Regions from separate parts of the Mus musculus genome. Here all the other regions are linked to region 2. A link is a contact called in public Hi-C and HiCAR-type data. All regions are on one chromosome and are shown on one strand. Each heading gives the region's core, a stretch centred on a gene start, on an enhancer-like site or on the middle of the called end of the contact. The rest is flanking DNA. Distances are from core to core; before and after follow the strand shown. Region 1 overlaps Atg7 (autophagy related 7). Region 2 overlaps Atg7 (autophagy related 7). Region 3 overlaps Vgll4 (vestigial like family member 4).

What was found. Hi-C and Micro-C count contacts between places; a contact is called where the count stands out from the background. HiCAR-type assays count read pairs that join an accessible place to other places.
Region 1: a contact with region 2 is called in a HiCAR-type map of fibro-adipogenic progenitors, with 2.5 times the contacts expected there. The contact joins two enhancer-like sites. A contact is called at or near these places in 1 of 39 promoter capture datasets (the 3T3-L1 cell line), 9 of 484 Hi-C or Micro-C datasets (the 3T3-L1 cell line, Th1 cells, adipose-derived mesenchymal stem cells and 6 more), 6 of 115 datasets of contacts at active chromatin or transcription factors (the HPC-7 cell line, Th17 cells, embryonic stem cells and 3 more) and 3 of 9 other capture datasets (adipose tissue, liver and pancreatic islet).
Region 3: a Hi-C map of liver shows a contact between it and region 2, with 1.9 times the contacts expected there. The contact joins two enhancer-like sites. A contact is called at or near these places in 1 of 39 promoter capture datasets (the C10 cell line), 1 of 15 datasets of contacts at CTCF or cohesin (the NIH/3T3 cell line), 12 of 484 Hi-C or Micro-C datasets (3T3-L1-derived adipocytes, the C10 cell line, the MC3T3-E1 cell line and 6 more), 9 of 115 datasets of contacts at active chromatin or transcription factors (the HPC-7 cell line, the SCID.adh cell line, astrocytes and 6 more) and 3 of 9 other capture datasets (adipose tissue, liver and pancreatic islet).

Annotation. Positions count from the first base shown.
Region 1 is chr6:114,859,091-114,863,002 of GRCm38.p6, reverse strand. Atg7 (autophagy related 7) reads right to left here. Exons shown (of 19, transcript NM_028835.5): 19 at 2,399-3,912. Vgll4 (vestigial like family member 4) reads left to right here. Exons shown (of 5, transcript NM_177683.3): 4 at 124-247; 5 at 567-2,375. The coding sequence ends at 838. Among named protein-coding and RNA genes, the nearest start is that of Vgll4, 61 kb to the left of the region's middle. Within about 2 kb of position 1,687, at least 89 of the 459 cell types and tissues checked have an H3K27ac peak or open chromatin away from gene starts, as enhancers often do. A contact at or near this core is called in adipose tissue, fibro-adipogenic progenitors and muscle stem cells, where this site is marked.
Region 2 is chr6:114,779,203-114,783,059 of GRCm38.p6, reverse strand. The region is part of intron 18 of Atg7 (autophagy related 7); the gene reads right to left. Among named protein-coding and RNA genes, the nearest start is that of Gm52917, 47 kb to the right of the region's middle. Within about 2 kb of position 1,544, at least 131 of the 459 cell types and tissues checked have an H3K27ac peak or open chromatin away from gene starts, as enhancers often do. A contact at or near this core is called in adipose tissue, fibro-adipogenic progenitors, liver and 1 more, where this site is marked.
Region 3 is chr6:114,877,366-114,881,143 of GRCm38.p6, reverse strand. The region is part of intron 2 of Vgll4 (vestigial like family member 4); the gene reads left to right. Among named protein-coding and RNA genes, the nearest start is that of Vgll4, 43 kb to the left of the region's middle. Within about 2 kb of position 1,838, at least 16 of the 459 cell types and tissues checked have an H3K27ac peak or open chromatin away from gene starts, as enhancers often do. A contact at or near this core is called in liver, where this site is marked.

The sequences.
Region 1 (3,912 bases), core at 438-2,937, 80 kb before region 2:
TCTCGACCTGCTGTTGTGTAGCACAGAGGGCCCGAGGAACAGGGAAGGTCCCTGGCCTGAGAGCTGGGCTCGCTGGCAGCTCCGCTCAGTAGATGAGGAGTTGACCTGTTCTCCCTCCCACAGAACCGGCCCTCTGTGATTACCTGTGCATCCGCGGGTGCCCGCAACTGCAACCTCTCTCACTGTCCCATCGCACACAGTGGCTGTTCTGCGCCTGGGTCTGCCAGCTACCGGAGACCACCCAGTGGTAAGTTTTCCCCCATAGCCTGAGACATGTGGGAACCCTGGATTAAGCTATAGGCTGTAACCTCTCTTCCTAAAATTTACTTAGTGGTGAGTTTTAAAACACTGTTTTAGAGCACGTGTGCACCTTGAGTTGGCCATGATTCAGGAGGCATAGAGAAAAGGACCTCTGTCCCTGGCCCCTCTGGGCTCCAGGATCCACCATTGTTATTTAGTGCCACAGAGACTCTTGGGCTTTACCCTTTAATGGTGTGGTTAAGTATCACTGACTGGGTCCCGGACCCACTGATGCAGCTATCTGTCCTCTGTCCCCTCCTTTGCAGCAACTGCCACCTGTGACCCTGTGGTGGAAGAGCACTTCCGTCGGAGCCTGGGCAAGAACTACAAGGAGCCAGAGCCGGCGCCTAACTCGGTGTCCATCACTGGCTCAGTGGATGACCACTTTGCCAAAGCACTAGGTGACACATGGCTTCAGATCAAAGCAGCCAAGGACAGCGCATCCAGCAGCCCGGAGTCAGCCTCACGCAGGGGCCAGCCAGCCAGCCCCACTGCCCACATGGTCAGCCATAGTCACTCCCCCTCTGTGGTCTCCTGAAGGGGGAACCACCCTTCGACCACACAGGAATCTGCATGGTTTGCCTGAGCTTTGAACAGTCAGTGCTTAAAAAAACAGAAAGAAAAAAAAAATCCTGGGGGGAGGGTGGGTGGGTGGTTTATTCGCAAAACCATGTTGTCTGGACTTCTGTTCTGCTCTGTTTTATACTTGCTTGGTGTTCATACAAGGGGCCTCAGTGTGGCAACAGAACAGCACGGAGCATTAAGTCCAGCAGAGCATCCTTGCTCCCTGCCCCGGTTACCAAAGAAACCTCTGCAGGTCTGCCACCTGGCAGCCGGGACCCTGCCGCCCTTTCTCAGTCACAAGCCATGACGACATGGGGATCCGGACGCTTTGTGCTCTTAGCTTCTGTGGCCGGGTATGCACAGCTTGGCTTCCACCTGAGCCTGGCTCAGTCTGCATTTGCATGTGTCTGCCTGAAGACAACTGTCCTGATTTGCACTACGGAGGGCAGAGCTGCCTGCTGGGCAGCTGTCTGAGATGCCAGTACTGAGGGCAAACTGCTAGGGAATACTTCTGACCATGTGTGCTTGCATTGTTGCTGAACTTAGAGGGTCTCTAGCAGGTTCTAGGTCTTTCTCTAGGCTTGAGGTGCTCACAGCTGGACTGCAGACTCCCCCTGACCATGGGCATTTCCCTTCTCTGAGCACTGCAGTCTGTGAGGCCGGGGACAAGGCTGGAGGACTCCGTAGTGCTTCTGACATGGTGCATGTCTCAAAAGAAAAAAAAATAGCTGGTTTCTATTGACTAAGCCCAGACTGTAGCACTGCCTGGCTTCTTGTCTGGCCTCTTGTCAGCATTAGCCTGCGTCATCAGTTTCAGCCCTGATACATTCACTGCTGGTACAGCTGTGCTTCTGGGATGAGTCAACGCTCACTTTACTCCAGAGAGGAGCGCACAGCCAGTGGGTGTGGCAGGCTGGGGAAGCCCATTGCTGCTCATTTTCTGCATCCTGGGCTGGGGACTTGGAGTTCATGTCTTTAGGCTCCTTGATACACAGACTGCTCCTTTCCAACTCCTGGCCAAACATCCGGTGCCTGACAGCCTGCAGCGTGGGGCTGCGTGCATGTCCTCCTATGCTGGGGCCAAGGCTGTACACATTCCTCTGACTATACAGTTATTCCTGCACTATTAATAGCTACTAACTAGACATTAGGAGCCAGCAGGACAGACACGGCTAGGGATGCCCGACAGCTGCTGTTTCTCCCAGCCTTGAGTGTTTCTGTCCCCTGGCCTGGCCCACCTGAGGGCATCACCTGGCTAGGAGCTCCTCCCCCACAAGGCATTATGGACTCCTGCACAGGGAATCATGGGGCTGACTTTTAGTAGGAGGAAACAGGTTAGCTGTCGAACTTGGGAAACCTGCACGGGTGGGAAGGTGGGGACTGATCCTCGTGGTCACAGGGTGGCTACTGGCCTTTACAAACATGGACAGCCCTCCTCCTGCCCCGCACAAGGTTCACCCACTCTCCTGGGCTTCCAAGCTTGGCATTCAGGCCCCTATATTTTCTGTAGGAAAAAAAGAATTGTTCAGAACACTTTTTTTATATAGGTAATTTTAAAGACCATCATTACGCTGTGCGTAAAGAATGTACAGAGAAATTTGTAGGTATTTTTTGAAGAACAATTAATTTGTTAATGATATGTAGCTATTTAATTTTCCCTTTCCTATCATAATCATTCATTTTTTTGTTGTTGTTGTTTGGGGGAAAAAAGTTGATCTTTTTTGTCGTAGGTGTGTCTGTAATCGTGCAGGTACACAGTTACTCCATGACAACACTGCGTCCGCATTAATAGCCACTAGTTTGTTATTCTACAGGCTACTGAGGTTGTCACAGGAAAACAACCGCACCGCGGACTGGCTCTGTGGGCAACGGGCCTCAGATACCCGTCAGTGAGCGGGTCGTCGCTGTTGGGGGAGGGGGGGATGGCAGTGCGGGTGGCTGGGTCCCTGGTGCGCTGACCTATCTGGAATAGGCCGTGCCCTGGAGTGGGATACCTCATTTGTCAGCTGAGGAGCCTGCCAGCCCGCTTGGGCAGGAGCTTGCGACCTCCCCAGAACCAAGCCATCTATGTGTGTGCTGACCCCTCTGTGTTTGTAAATCTGTAATATACCATTTTCTGTGGCCTGTTTTTTTTTCCTGGAAGAAGAAAAAAAAAAAGGTTTGGCAGGCCATCTTTTTTTTTTTTTTTTTTTTTTTTTTTTTGTACTTAAAAGTAGCCTTAAGAACAATAATAAAGTGCTCTTAAACCGAGGCTGTGTGGCTCTTGACTCCTAGGGTGGCATGTGGGCTGTGGGGCCCTGTGCCCAGGTAGGCCTGGCTACTTGTGGGGAGCCTTGCACAGATGGTAGGGCCGCTTGTTGCAGCATCTGTGTTAGGCCAAGGTCCTCTCTAGTCTCCCTTCCTGAGACCTGCTAAGCCAGCCGTGCATGGGCTTCTGTTCTGGACCTGAGACCCCAGTGAAGGTGCACAGGTGTGGGAGGGGAGCAGCTCATCTATTTAGGATGGGTGGCCACAGCTGCCAAGGGCCCACCCAGAGTGAAGAGGAAGACAAGCCTTGCCCCAGGAGCAACCCCGTGAGTGAGGGCACCTGACTAGGCCCAGCTGGACACACCCATCCTACAGAGCTCTTCCCTGCTTTTCAGTACAGGGCTGTGGCAGGAGCTTCTCCCATCCCTGGAACAGGGTGGCACACAGCATGCCCACAGCTGGGGGAGGGTGGCTTGGTGTGCCACTTGAACACTTGAGGCTACAAACTCAGCACTCACTGCTACCCAGGGCCCAGAGCAGGTGCCCTACCGGTGAGGCTCCTAGCACAGCCTTGTCTGATCTATGTTGGGTCCTGGGGTGTCCTTCAGCAACAGTGTGTGTGTGGGGGGGGGGAGATTAGTGCACATGGAAGGACCTGAGCCCCAGATCAGTGGCAATGCCAAGGTTATTATTGAGTTCAGAGCTGGTGAGATGGCACAGGAAAGGGTGCAACTGGGTGGCAGAGGGTACACCCTCGTCCTTGGAGATGTGGAGATCAGGACCAGGGAGGTGGCAGGGCCC
Region 2 (3,857 bases), core at 295-2,794:
CAGAAACAAAAGAAGCATGTGTCATCTCTGTCCCTACAGCTACAAGCCCTGTGTGGCTCACATCCTCCTTCCCCCAGCACCATGGCACTGTCCCATGGTGCTGGGCCTCTCTGCTTCCTCAGCAGCAGGAGCTGGGCAGAGCTGATGAACACTAGCTGAGATACTGGAGTAACAGGCACACACCTTCGCTGCTGTCCCCTCTACCCCTGAGCCTCGTGCGCAACTGAAAAGCAGAAGATTCAGACCTGCAATCTCAGAGCTACAAATCTATTTAATTTTGCAGTCTTGAAATATGGAATCTCCCCAAATTCAACATGAGGCAGCTGTTTTGCTTGCAAATGAGAAGGATCAGCTGTGAAAATATAGCCCCTAGAAAACCAAGGCCAGCACAGGCTGCAAGGACACCCCAGGGTCCCCGCACCGCTGAGTCAGGAAGTCGGGGCAGCTGTGCCTGGCCTATGTGCTACCTAGTTCTAGGAATTCACTCACTTTCCACCTTCTGGCTCACAGAATCCATCGTGAAAAGCCCCTCCAACTCAAAATGCATCCAGTTAGTTTAATGTATTCATGATTTAAAGATATATACAACTGCCAATCAAAGTTGAGGATCCAGTCAGACAAAGCCAGATAGATAAAATTCCTGTCTGACATGACTGACTCAGTTTAAAAAATATTTTTAGGTTAATGTAATATCTTGAAGTCTTTATGGTTTAATGTCTTTTGGTCTTGAATTTCATGGTTGAAAGAGGACTCAAGTCTCACAATTTAAAAAGGATTGTGTTCCCATGGTTTAAGGAGGACTAGAGCCTCTCTTCCATTGCTCAGCTGTCTTGTCTGTGTGTCGCATGTGACTTCCCCATTCTCTCTGCCATGGCCTCTAAGTAGGTTGCGCCACTCAGCCTCCTCTCTGGAAGGCAGGATTCCACGCAGACTTTGCTGTCTACCCTTCAGCAGGACTGTCCCTAATGCCCACATATATAAACATCTCACATTTCTACAGATAACTCTGACAGCAAATAAAAGGGACACACTTTACACAGCGAGTTCTCAATGGGATGCTGCCAAGCTGGATTTCAAAAGACAGGCTCCAGTTTCCAAACTAAGCAGCGATTGGCTCTGTGCCTGCAGTTTCTGCCTCCCCTCCCCTCACTCAGGAGAGAGGGCCAAGGCTGACCTGGAGGGATTGCTTCATAAGGAAAATTCAGTGCAGGGCACCATCCCAGGACAGACCGGGGAGACGGGCTATCAGAGGACTCTGGGAAGACAGGGCTAGGTGCTTGAACAAGCCCATGAGTTCCCATAGTGAACTCTCTCCACTGCAAACAGGTCTGAGTGCTGACACGGGGGTTTCCCACAGCCTCCCCTGGCCTCCAAAGGCTTATTTGTCATCAGAGGCTCTTGATGAAGCTGTACATAAATATCTGACTGTTGTTAAATACAAAACAAAACAAAAAACTATTCCACAGAAACCAAATCAAAACCAGCTGTGAGGGCGAAGGGCCAGAAACTTGGGGTAAGTGCAAAGGCCGGGCAGAAACACTTGTTAACAGCGTGGCTGACTGAGCAGAACAGGAAGTCTTTCTGCCCATGAAGTCACACCATACAGCTGCCATGTTTCTCCTGTGACTTCTGCTGTGAGGACAACAGACATTCCACCTTCTAGAATTCTGTATCCCAGTGAGTTAAGAGTTTGAATCTCAGCTCTGGATGGATCTGTCAGTGCAGCCCTCTCTGTGGCTGCCAGCCTGCAAGGGGCTGTACAGCCTGTGTTAACAGTTGGTAGTCAACATTCCTCCCCCCTTATCACTAAGTAACTGCGTAAATCTGCAAGGGGGATGCTGCCTCACAAAAGCCCGAGGATGTAAACGCCTTGACCACAATGCTAAGGATGGACAGTGCTGACACCACCCATGGTGCAACTGTCCTGTGTTGTCAAGAGGCCAGAGTGAGGGGCAGAGAGCCTGGAGTTAGTTAATCCGGGAGGCAGGAGAATGCTGGCTTCTGGCTATGGGATCTGAAAATTTCAATCTCTCAAGGATGGACCAAGATGGTTTGTTTCATCAGCTCCCTTAGGAGTCATCCTTTTACTTTAGTTAGATGGAGTAGAAAAATGTATCTTGGTGTTTCTCAGAGCACGATGCTGAAACCACAGTTGGAATAAAATAAAAACACAGAAACTGATATTTTGTCCCAGGATGAGAAAAAACCCCAGAGGCTAACTTGAGCCAGTTTCATAAAACGAGGCTAATGCATCTGCATGTTTGAGTCAGACTGAGACTTTCCTTAGGAAATCCAGCAATTAAAGCAACCCTCCAGGAACTCCTCAGCAGATCTGTGACTGAGACATGATATGGTCCATCAACTTGCAACTCCCATTTCCTTAGGTTGCAAAGAGGCTGGAGGAAGGACCAGAGAGTCAAGGCCAGTCTCCATGGGCCAGCTCTACTCTCAGGAAGCTGGGCCTCAAAGGTGAAGCATGAAAGCATCCTCCACACATGGCCATGCTTCAAGCATGCAGGAGGTTAAGTGGGGCCTTTCCTCTGTGGGGACTTCTAACATCCCATGGGCAAAATGAAAACACCATTTGACACCTAGATGGGATTCAAAGAATGTGGGTGTCTGTCCAAGGCCCCAAGATGAAACACAGGCCATGGCAAATGGCCTTTCCTAAGTTCTTTTAACTTTTCAGTGTTAAATAAAATTAATCCTCCATATATAGTCCACATAAAAACACTTGGATTGTCACTTGGGTGGCAGAGGCAGACAGATCTCTGTGGTGTTATATGTATAAAGACCAAGCCTTGGCTCCAGGTAGTTAGTTCTAAGCCATCCAGGGCTACACAGTGAGACCCTGTATGTAAAAACAAAAACTACAAATGACAGAATTGTACAGGAGAGCTGGGATGAGCTCTGTGGCTGTGATGTGCTTTGTAACTTGGGAAGGCTCAGGGCATTGGTGTTCTCCTCCCCAGCTTTCCAGTTTATAAAATCCAGCTTTTGTTTATAAAGACAGTTTCTCATCCTTTAAAACTAAGAGGCTCGAGCTGGAGAGATGGCTCAGCAGTAAAGAGCACTGATTGCTCTTCCAGAGGTCCTGAGTTCAATTCCCAGCAACCACATGGTGGCTCACAACCATATGTAATGGGATCTGATGCCCTCTTCTGGTGTGTCTGAAGACAGTGACAGTGTAATCACATATATAAAATAAATAAATCTTAAAAACAAAAACAAAAACCAACAAGACAAAACAAAGCCTAAAGGGCTAAAGGGAATGGTGGTTGTCTTCCTAAAAGGCTTTTTTACATCCTGACTCTCTGAGTCTTGGAACTGACCGCATACATATGACTAAACATTTCTGATGGCCCCTCAGCTCCTTGTCAATACCTTTGCTTCTCACAGTGGACATGAGCCCATGAGCATAACCGTCTCATTGATCCCTACCCTAATAACCAGCATGGTACAAGCAGCAGACTTTCAGACATGGGTAGTAATTTTTAAATCACACACATAATCATGCATGCATACACATGGTTCTGAGCTTCAGCACCACAAAAGATTAAATCTTTCTATAGACAACATATATGATGAAATAATACATATTACTTTGATGATTCTTTGCAAACACCAAGCCCAAGAAAACAGTTCATCCAAAAGGGAAGGGATTACCATTTTCATGAGGTTGTGTTTAAAAAATACACATGTTCAGATTTTCATACTGAGCACCAAAAATAAGTATAAAAATCAAAATACTATATTTATATAAATAGATTTTTTTGGCTTTGTTTTGTATTTGAGATAAGGTTTCAGGTAGTATAGGTTGGCCTTGAATTCACTATAAGCAGAGAGTGACCTTGAAC
Region 3 (3,778 bases), core at 589-3,088, 98 kb before region 2:
TGTGCTGTGTCAGTGGAGTAGAGGAGCAGAGGAGGAAACAGAAGGCAGAGGCTCTTGAGAACTAATCCACTTTCCTGAGAGCTACTACAGCCTCTGGAGAAGGAGATGGAATCTTCTTCAGGGCACTCCCTCCCCACGCCACCACATCATATCCAGCTTTGGAGTCCAGCGACAGATAGCGTCTATGTGTGGCATTTATTGTTATCTCTGCTTCCAGGCTCCACCCTTCTCATTGACTGACCCTCTAAGTGATGTCATGCAAGCTGTGGCTTACATTGCCTCTATACATGGGAGAGTCTCATTGTTATGTATGATGAAGACCCACAGGTCACACAGATCTGCCTCCTTTTGCATGTACACATGTAGGAATTTCTCCATGTGACACTCCTCCATATTCATGGTTGATAAAGAGCTTTCTATTTACCTCAGAAATTACCTCCTGTCTCCTGGCCCCGTCTCCATGTTGTATTCACTGCCATGTTCTGCCGACTCTTTTCCATATAGGCATTGGCCTGGGTCACACTGTAGACCCCCTGCCCCCATGCAAACCTCCTTTCTGGGTCAGGTTTCTGAAGTATTAGCTCTGTGGCTCTTGGTCAGCTCTAGGAAATCGCTGTGCAGCCCTGAGTCTCTAGGCTGCAGTCTGCCTCAGGGCCTCACTTGTCTCCTGAGCCATTCAGAAGGCCCTCCTCCAGAGATGGCAAGTTAACAGTCTTCCTAGAACACGGTGTGCCTTTCTCTGCTCCTTCTGATGTTCATCTCTATCAGGGCTGGGCCTTGTTCAGTCAATAGCTCTATAGCCAGTGTAATGCCCAATAATCCTTGGGGGTAGGCCATTCTTGGAATAAGAATGGAACGGGGGAGGGGAGACACACACACACACACACACACACACACACACACACACCTTGAAGCTGTCTTCCTTTTGATGGAGTTAAATTTTAATCCCACCACTCAGAGGTAGAGGCAGGCAGATCTTTGTGAGTTCAAGGCCAGCCTGGTTTACATAGTTAGTTATGTACTGTCTTAGGTAGCATTGCCTAGGGTAACTCCTGTGTTCTGCAGCCATAATGCTCATTTCCAGGCTGGGACAGAGTCAACTACAACTGCCCTGTCCCCCCTCTTCCCTGCACCCCATCTTCCAGAACAGAAATCCCTGGGTCCCCTTGAACCTGTGGAGGCACCTCAGTCTGCATCATGGGCCTGCTTGGTCTCTTATCCTGGGTTACTGTGTGAATAAAATGCCTTTTTTTTTTTTCATCCTTCTATTTACGTTTCTTTTTTTTCTGCTACTGGCACCAGGCTGGGTAGGCGTGAGGTGTGTGGAAACCAAGGATGGTGTATGGCAGAGTGAAGAGTGCTGGTGTGGTTCAGGAGTTGCAGATCAGCAACACAGTCTGACATCTGAGATAAAAAAAGGGAAAGGGCTGTCTGTGTGGCTGGAGAGATGGCTTGGTTGTTAAGAGCACTGACTATTCCTCCAGAGGACCAGGGTTCAAGTCTCAGCGCCATGTGATATTCCCTTTCTGGCCTCCCTTCGTACCATACATACATATAGATATACATGGTTCATATATATACATGCATGTGTATGTACATACATGCAGGCAAGCACTCATACACATTATCTTTTTGCAATCTTAAAAAAAAAAAGGCTAGACAGACACTCTCATCTTGGGAAGACTAGCAGGTCTGTCCCCAGGTGTCCTTCACATTTGCCGCCAGCCCCTCCGTCAGGGCCCCACTTTCTAGCAGATTCACTGTGTTCATTTGCTTGAGTGGCAGGCAGCTCGGGACCAGTGCCAGGCACTGCTTACCCTCCCGCCCTCCTGCTTTGGGTCATGCTTGGTCATGTGTTTCTAGGCAGAGCTGTGAGCGGGGCAGATGAGAACTGGACCCTCCGAGCCACCAGGAGCTGCCCCTTCACTCCTGCCCCTCGGCGTGCCAAGCCAAGCTTGGCCGACAGGTCTTCCTCCAGAGCCTGTGTGCGAGACACCACTGGGTCTATCCATGGGCCGTATCTCCTTGACTACTGAATAAAAGCCACGGTCCTTGTGTGACCTTCAAGGATGGAGGCACCCGTTGCGACAAACTCCCTTCCCAGTAAGCACCTCCCTGGACTTTCACGGAAACGCCGTGGTTAAATTTTAAAAGAATTCATGGAAATCTCCACCGTCCCTCACTTCAGGCCAACTAAGCATGAGATGAGAGTTGTGGGCCTGTGTGACAAGCAGCTCTGACACAAGTCAGGGCCCCACTCCCCTTTGTGACCTTCACTATGGCGTCTTAATGCAGTTGTCTTCCGCTCTCACCCGGGCCAGATCTGGTGGTGCCATCCTTGAGGGCTCCTGGCAGAGAGCTCTCCATACATTCCACAGCCTCAGATTTAAGTCGGGTTGTTGTGGTTTGTCTATCCAGCATTTACCCTTCCCACTCATCCCCACGTCCCCCACGGTGACACTCTGTATTCTGGAAAGCATTTATCCCTTTGAGCAGGCTGCTGGTAACTGCCCCATGTCCCAGCACCTTTGTTTACTGTGCGTAGATAGTGATGGTCTGTCAGACCCTTCTTCACTGTCAGTGGCGCCTTCTACAGATTGCCTTGTCTGTCTCTGTGTAGTCTAAGTAGCCTAAGATTCACAGGGCTTCTGCCTCAGCCCCTTCCCCCACCCAAGGAGCTGAGTGACTCGTGCTTGGTTTTTTGTTTGTTTGTTTGTTTGTTTGTTTGTTTTAGCTCTCCAAAAAGGCTTGATCTTAAGTTTATTCATTTTTTTAAATCAATTTTTAAGGGCAGGATGCAGTTACAAACATGTTGCTTCGGAGATTTTTATATAGGAGAGCTGTTCTAGAAAAGGTTTGGTGGTAGGACCCAAGAATTGTCCTAGAGGGTCAGTGCCCACGAACTCTCCTGTTGAACCAATGGCGGGGGCTTCTTGTCCATCAACACCAGGGTGATACTTATCCCTATCAACCGACCCATTGTGAAGTAAGGATGTGGCTCTCCGCCTGCTTCTTGTTTTAGCTTCTCAACAGAGCCACTAGGGCTGCTGGGCACTTTGGTTTGCAGGTGCCTGAGAAGTCACTACAGAGTGCCAGGCCAGGCCGGGGAGAACAGAATTCAACACCCAGAGTGCAGTTCCTACTGAGTGTACACTCCCTTTACACCGCAGAGAAGCTGGGGACCCTCTGCATAATACAAAAGGATTTAGGGCTTGTGTGTGGCCACCATGTGGGGGAGGCTGAGCTTCAAAGGGGGCACAGGGGAAAACCAAAAAAAGAGAGGTCTTGAAGGAGGAGGCAGGTTTGGGGGCGCAATGCTGAGAGGCCAGGGTAAACTCAGCAGCTCACCTCTGTCCTAGGGGGGCTCGCTCACCTTTCCATAGCTTGACCAGTGCTCCAAAGGCCACCGTGTTCGGCCAGCTAGTTAGACAGTTTAACTTAAACAAGCAAACAAACTCCCAAAACAGTGCTTTTATTTATTCATGGCAAAGGTTTATTTCCTTCCTGACCCAATCAGAATTGCTTTCCTGTGGTCATCAGTTGCTTACTCATTGATAATTCATTTGAAGCTCAGGTTAATGCCCCCTCCCCCTTTCTTTGTCCCTGCCTTGCTGAAGATGGGACCTGGTTAGACAATCTGAGCTATAACCAACCCTCCGGTGGAGTCTGTAGACTGAAAGCTGGAAATGTGTGCATGTGTGTACTGGAGATTTTGAATTTCCAACAGCAGCAGCAGCACACTTGATAGGTAACTGATATGACGACGACGACTCCTCCT